Linked DNA regions of Gossypium raimondii: region 1 is linked to region 2. The links are chromatin contacts, called in public Hi-C maps. All regions are on one chromosome and are shown on one strand. The core of a region is the stretch at or near the end of the contact, and the rest is flanking DNA. Distances in the headings are between cores, read along the strand shown. Region 1 holds the start of LOC105797346 (serine carboxypeptidase 1). Region 2 has its middle 36 kb from the start of LOC128040299.

The links. Hi-C and Micro-C count contacts between places; a contact is called where the count stands out from the background.
Region 1: a contact with region 2 is called in a Hi-C map of leaf, with 2.4 times the contacts expected there. The contact joins the promoter of LOC105797346 here to the enhancer-like site in region 2. A contact is called at or near these places in 2 of 2 Hi-C or Micro-C datasets (both in leaf).

Annotation. Positions count from the first base shown.
Region 1 is chr3:17,726,228-17,730,001 of ASM2569854v1, reverse strand. LOC105797346 (serine carboxypeptidase 1) reads right to left here and starts at 2,097. Exons shown (of 8, transcript XM_012627333.2): 1 at 1,628-2,097; 2 at 470-577; 3 at 110-384; 4 at 1-39. The coding sequence starts at 2,003. It also overlaps the pseudogene LOC105795732.
Region 2 is chr3:17,560,692-17,564,453 of ASM2569854v1, reverse strand. No RefSeq gene overlaps it. Among protein-coding and RNA genes, the nearest start is that of LOC128040299, 36 kb to the left of the region's middle. Within about 2 kb of position 2,208, the one cell type or tissue checked has open chromatin away from gene starts, as enhancers often do. A contact at or near this core is called in leaf, where this site is marked.

The DNA of each region.
Region 1 (3,774 bases), core at 848-3,347, 170 kb before region 2:
CTTCATACAAATGGCATCATCTATCCAAGCATTTCCAATCTACAATATCCATAACAATTCTCAGCTTTAAGCAGACGTACTAGAATGGTGGATTTTGCAGTGAACTTACAGCGATTCCTTTGAGATTTATGACGGTTTGGTTGGTGTTCTTGTTTCTTGAGAGAATATAATAGGCAAGTTGAGGAACATAATGGCCAGCATAGCTCTCACCAGTTATAAAAAAATCCCGTCTTTTGTACTGCGGAAATCTTTCAAGCCAATTGATGAGAAAAACATACGAGTCCTTTGTTGTTCTCTTGTCACCTACTTTGGTGTAATCAGAGGAATCGTTTGAATAAGAAAAACCAACTCCTGCTGGTGATTCCAAAAAGATCACATTTGCAACTGCAAAATTTTCCTAGCATGTGTCAATTGAAAATTCAAGAGAACAAGTTATGGTGTTGTCAAACTTAGAAGAGACTTCATGTACCCTTGTTCCATGCATATTCATTTCTGTAAAGCGTTTTTCCATCCTTGTTTACTCTGAAAGGTCCAAGTTCTAGCATGGCTCCATATCCTAACGATGAACACCCTGGACCTGTACATCATAGTCAATCAATCCTTTTTCTGTTTTTCTCCCCTCATGTCTATATATTAGGTTATAGATGGATTCTTCCCTAAAGTTACAATTCAGTATCTAGTTGCCTGAGCTGATGAATAAAGTATATGCTGTTCTGTTTTAATTTTTCCTTTACTGCTTGAACTGTTCTTGTTCAGTGATACAAACTAGGAAAAACAAGGGAAGGATAAATGACACGTGTTTGTACAGGTTCAAAAAGAAGTCTATATCAAGTGGAAAGAAATATCCAAGCAAAGGCAGTCCATGCCATGAAATCCGCTCAATTAGTTTAATTAGTGGTGGGATCCCACTGAATTATGTCTCAATGATGTCTGGTTCATGATTAAGCTTCGGGACAAAGACTATATCACTAGTCAACTTTTCTTGTGGAAAAGCAGTAGCTATTGTTTGAACATAAAAGAGTCCAATGGGATATTCTTAGTAAAGTGGGCTCCCTACCTGGCTGGACTCAGTCAACCAGCCTATCACACAACTTGCTGGTCCTTGCAAGTTGGAAAACTGAAGATTCTAGGTCCCTTATTTCTACCATGCGTGTGGACTGTTGTAACATGCAGGGCAGCGTGAATTTGAAGTGCTCTGGTTCGCAACAGTGAAATGGTCCTACACTAAGTTCTTTGTTTCTATGAAAAGCTGAAGGATGATATTGATTTCAGATGGAAAAACACTTTTCTAGTACTATTATTGTTTCAAAATGGATGCTTTTTCTACAGAAATGATTAATCAAGGTTTGATCTATGGATAGGTTAAACATGGGAGTTCTACATCGGTGTTGTACTGAAACTATCGTCAAGCTTCTTTATACAATCATATTTCCCAAAGGTTGAGTATGCAAATACTTCTCTTTTTTGCATATACTCAAGCTTATCATATGCAGACCATGTGATGCAGTAAATGGCAGATGTTATTGCTATGGCATATTCAGTTTTGATTTAATATGACATTTTCTATACCCATGCAAATAAACTCGATACCTATCTGTTGATTCAGAAGTATAGATAAATTTGATACCTCCATTTAACCATAAAACGAGAGGCTTGTCGGAAGAATTTTGTGGTGACTCCACAAAATAATAGAACAACGCTCGATCAGCTATAGGGTCTACCATTACATAGCCGGCATATTGGTCAAAATCCACTCCTTCAGGTTGTCCCGGCAGTGCGTTGATCTTATCACTTTGCATCATCCCTTTCTGGGATCCTACATACACTGGAGAGTTGTGACTATCTTCTTGATCATTTAGTAGAGCCCATGATTCAGGGTGAGGAGATTTGCGAGATTCGATCAACCTGTTGAGATTGGCAATCTGGTTTCCCTTGCATGAAATGAGGAAAGTTGTAAAGTAGCAAGACAACACAAGCAGCAAGTATTTAATAGTAACTTTCATGGTGGCCTCTGGACTCAAGAGCTTATGCAAGCTTCTAATAGTATTAAGTATGTATGCAAGCCAATATTGATGCTAATTTATACTGGCAGAGGATAATTTTCCATTTTGTAGCCAAGTCACAGCTTGATGCACTTGCTAACAAATCTACTGGGGCCTGGGGCCAGCTTGATATGTATTCCTATTGTTGTTTGGGAATGAAATTTAGCCCACGTTGAAATTTGGTGAGTGTGGTTTTCAACATTCAACCCTTGGTTACAAAGTTAACATTACATTTCCGGTTAATATGATATGTCAATTAGCAAAATACATTTATCATTCTCTCAACGGTCGAACCTTCGTGCAGATGGCGGAAGCTTTCCGTTTAGGAAGGACGAGAAGAGCACCAGGGCCCAGGCTTTCTGGTAACTGGGAACAGAATGTCCAGCTCCTCTTACTGTTACAAATGTTAAGTTCTGATATCCAACAGCATACCCTCCAACCTTGACAAAAACCAGCTAGATGATTAGCTTGATCACCTTTGATTCATTTTCTAATAGCAATAATTAGATTAGTGAAATTCAGTTCAAACTCTTACCTCCCCATGGATGTACCAAGGATACCAGGCAGTCTTAATGCGCATCCCCAGTTTGTTTATGGCATATTTGCTACATAATAGAGGCAGGGCACCATCTGTGTCACCACTGACATAATACCATTAAACTTGATTAGAAAGTTTTGAACTTTGATTCTTGTTTAATGAGCTATCAATGTTTTTATCCAAGGTTATGAAATTGGACTAAGTCAAATGACTAACTTGTAGATCCAAACCCGAATTCCACTGTCCATTACTTCCTTAATGATTGGCAAAACTGTTAATGGAATGAATATAATTTTTCGAGCAGGAATGGAAAGCCGAAACCTATTTCTTAATTCTCAGTAAGCAGAAGTGGAAAAAAAATACTAGGAACATTCTATTCACCAACTTGGTATATAAGGTAAGTGGAAGTTGAGGAGGAATTGCATAAGGGAGCATAGAGGCATACATGTTACCAGCAGCATCATTTGCTTTATCCACAAATCCTAAGCAAACTTTGGATGATAAATTTAGAGTAGAATAATCGCAGTTCAATGCAAGTCCAGTGTATATGTCATCAGACGTAAGGGCGTGCGTCCATTAGAAATCCACTGCTCCTCTCATAATTGTTTCAAAATCAATTGAAGCATTACCTATCTAATACATCAATAACACCCCCCCTGTTAACATTCATTTCATGACAACATAAATATATAAAAACATTCTTACAGGAACTTACTGCAATTCCTTTTAGATTGATTATAGTTTGATTGGTGTGTTGATTATTTTGGAGTTTAGTGTGAGCAACCTGGGGTACATAATGGCCTGCATAACTCTCTCCTGCCAGGAAAAATTCCCTGGTTTTGTATTCAGGAAATCTTTGGAGCCAGTAAACAAGAAAGGTAAGGAATCTTGGGCAGTTCTTAAATCTCCACTTGACTTATAGTCTGAGGTTCTATTTGAGTAAGAGAATCCGACACCGGCAGGCGATTCTAAAAAGATGATGTTAGCATATTAACACACAAAATGTTAGTCAATGATTCATTTTCAAGGAAACCCCTGATAATTTGGCGGTTATGTAATGCAAGAACTCACCCTTATTCCATGCGTATTCATTTCGATGCAAGGTTTTACCATCTTTTTCTACTCTAAATGGGCCAAGTTCCATCATAGCTCCATTTCCAATTGAAGAGCAACCAGGCCTTGCCCATCAAAACG
Region 2 (3,762 bases), core at 959-3,458:
TGGAAATCATCGTACCTATAAGCAGCAGCAGTAGTAGTACCTTTGACATGGCCAGCCGATGATGCCTCTTCCAAAATGTCACGGTTCAAGTGTGTCACCACATTTGTTATATCGACATTTCCAGGCCCATCTAATTTGTCAACTTTCAAAAGCCTTCCCTCAGTAAACGTGATTCTATAAGAGAATAATAACACAAAGACAAAGACAGCAGCTAAAATGAGGTTGATTTTGGCCATGGAAGGCAACTGAATTATATTAAGACTGAAGATTTAAAAAGCTCAAAGAGAAACTTATGTATGTCTGCCCTATAAGCGTTTTGCCTCTTTGGGTATTTATAGACTTTTAGAAAGACGGCAGGGCAAGCTCTGTTACCAACTATTCAAAGTTAAACGCTTACAATTGATGCAAGTTGCAAATCCAGTGTTCTGGGTTATGATGGGCGTCCTCATGGATTCGTGAAATGACAGGTTCAGTATCTTCCCATATTTGACGAAATCTAAGTGCATGCCCCATGCAACTTTATTGCATTTGCTCCCCGTTCCTTTTCTATGTTGGAATTACTATGTATGATGGAGAAGCAAAGAATATAGTAAATTTTAGGGATCAAAATTAAAAATTTTGTTTTCAAAAGGTTAAATTAAACTATTGATAATTAGGATGAATCAAACCTGATATTGACTGTGATAATATTTATTATATCTACGATCACAATACCATGATGTGATCGAAAACATTACCTTGTCAAATGGCGGTGCAGATAATTTGGTAGTTGAAAGAGATATTTCTGGTATACAACCAATAAATACTTGACTTTGTTTCTATTTGCTCCTTTGAAATAGCCTTCAAAAGTTCATGAATTTACTGTTCATGCATCATAGTTCACGTGGTAGATGTAACAAAGTTGAAGTTATACATGTATAGAGAAAAGGTTAATTATATTATTAATTAGGGAATATTATCAACGGAGTTTTTAGACTTCACGGTAAAGATTAAATGGTTAAGTAGTTTATAGTGTTTAGTAAAATATTAAGAAAAAAAAAGGTATACCAAACACTCACCTTATTAATTAATATAAATAATGATTATAAATCAAAATCAACTTTCACAACCTGAGAATGGTTAACTGAAACTAGAAGGTAAATAAAAATATAAAAAATGATACTAACTTAAAATTTTTGTTATCGAAGAACAAAAAATGGGAAAAAAACCAAATTAAATTGTTGTGCCTCAAAACTTTTCAAGCCTATTCATCTGCTGAGTTGTGTCATTCTTAAAAGTTAGTATGCAGCAGATCTAAATTCGATCTTTGGGAGCCAATGTCATGTTCTTTCTTTTTACCTTACAAGTGTATAAAGCACATTGTTTCCAACTGAATGAACTGAACCAACATAAATTATAAGCCACTACGGCAGTGAGGAAATTGAAAATCCCACCGAGGAGTGCATTATACAGGTTTTCATTAATTAAGAAATAATCAAATCATGATTAAAATAGGACAATAATTTAGAGTCATTGATGCAAAAAATCAGTAAGGGATGAAATATAGAGATGTGAGGTAAAGGAGATTGATTCATCTACACAAACGGAGAGTCAAATAAGTAGGAGGGTGAGAGAGGAGGATACTTTGTAGGTGAAGGAGATAGAGTGCTGAGAGTGTTGAGGAAGGCTTTTAAGGTTGTTGATGGGGAAGAAAATCCTTTCCTCATAAATAGAGTACTTATAGGGAGGGAAATCTCGTGGACAGTAATGTCATGTTACTGGTAAATTTGAGACATGGTGGTCGTGCAATCAGTCGGTGGTAAGACCATTATACGTGAGTTTTCGTCAAGCACGATACTACTCTGTAATTCTCCTTGCTGATGTAGTACAAAATTGTTATATCTCATTGGTCTCTTTTGATAGTAAAGGTGTTCTCAATAAAAGCGGGTAACCTAACAATGAGTGTCTTATGAGAGACAAGATATTCGGGTGTCTGGCCACAGGTCAAGGTGAGGTAAAAGGCCATCCACAGGTACTTTTCAGATAGCTCTTCGTTGTGCCATGTGTCCACGACAGATAGGGGTATAACAATTGTCCCCTCCCCTAGTCGAAAGGTGGGTTATAAAGTGACGTGACTTGAGACAACTTGTAAACAATCTCCATGGGTGGCAAAATAGCGGGTGGTATAATGACGGCAACGAGATGTCCGAGTGGCTGGTCACAAGAAAGGCATAGGGCCATCCACAGATGCTTTCGAGATAGCCCTGCACGGTGCCACGATTCCACACCGGGTAAGGGTATAACAAGAGGGGATGTGTGCGTTACTAAAAGTGTTATTGATCGTGACCAAGTGCGCGCTGCATTTTCGAAGCTTTTTACCAGTAAAAGGAAGGTGTATACGCCTTGGAGCCCCACAAGACTCCAATAAGGCCCCGTAATGTATCCATTACTGTCTAAAAACTATGCTCCTGGAGAGAAGGATATTGAAGTCAAATGAATGTAATGATGTTGTATGGTTCTCAAAAGTTTCCGTCCACTTATTCACTTATCAGTTTCACTGTTCCACACGACTGAAAGGAGGGGTTGCCCCTTGGCTCCTCGAGTTGAGGAAGTTCTTTGTCACCCAATAACCACAGTTGGATCCAACAGAAATGGACTCAATCGGCCGCAACTTGTGATCATGCCAAAGAAATTGCGATGGAGGATTTGAGCTAGTCTAGAGCTAAAAAGAGAAACCCATTTCCCATTTATGGAACACTTAGGAAATCTGTATAAGTCAATGGAATCTTTAGAGTAGGATTTGATGGTTATGCTACTTGTAAGAAAAATGGGTTCTAAGAAAATCTAGTGGGGAGATCATCAAGTAGAATGAATGTGGCCGGTCTGAAATTAGTAGAAAAAAGAAGTAAAAAAAATTATGAAAATTGAAATGGGATCACACATATTATTTATCACATTAGTTGTCAGGTCATTAATTAAGGGATTGTCAAAATTTTTTTATAAAAAATTAATTTCAATTAATTGTTAATTTTGATTAATTTCTGAATTGATTTAATTAATCTTATAAATCATTAATTTCTAACATTTAAGTCAATTTAAAAAAACGATTCTAAAAATTATGGAAGGCCCCCATGATCTTGTTTATTTTTCTCTATATTTCTTTTTTTATAAAGATGGTAAAATATTATTAAAAATTATAAATTTGAAAGATTCTAAAATTATAAAAAATTGTTGAGATTTTAAAAGAATTTAACAAAAAAGCTAAAAATTCTAAGAAAATCTAAAAATCTGTTAAAATTTAAAAACAGGTATTATGAAAAATCTAACAAAAAAACTAAAAAATAAAGAACTCTTAAATTTCTAAAATATCTAAAAATTAAAAATTGAAAACTTTTAAAAATTAAAAAAATCAATCTAACATATTTTTCACTTACATTTACTTAAATCTCTTTATATAACAAAATAATTATTCAACTATTGCATCTAAAATAAAATCTAAACTTTTTTATAGCTAATATAACTAAGATAAAAAAAATTTAAACATGATTTCAAAACACAAATATTAGAGATATCTCATTGTATTGATTTATTTGGTTTTGGTTTTAAAGAAATAACTTAAGGTGATGCATAAGCCAACATTTATGAACAACATTTACGGATGCACCAATCAAACAAAATAAACCATTTACTTGCATTAATTTTTTACTAATTTTTATATTTTAAATATTTTTAGAGTTCTTTTCATATTATTTGTATTTTTTTTCATTTCCATAACGTTTAGAA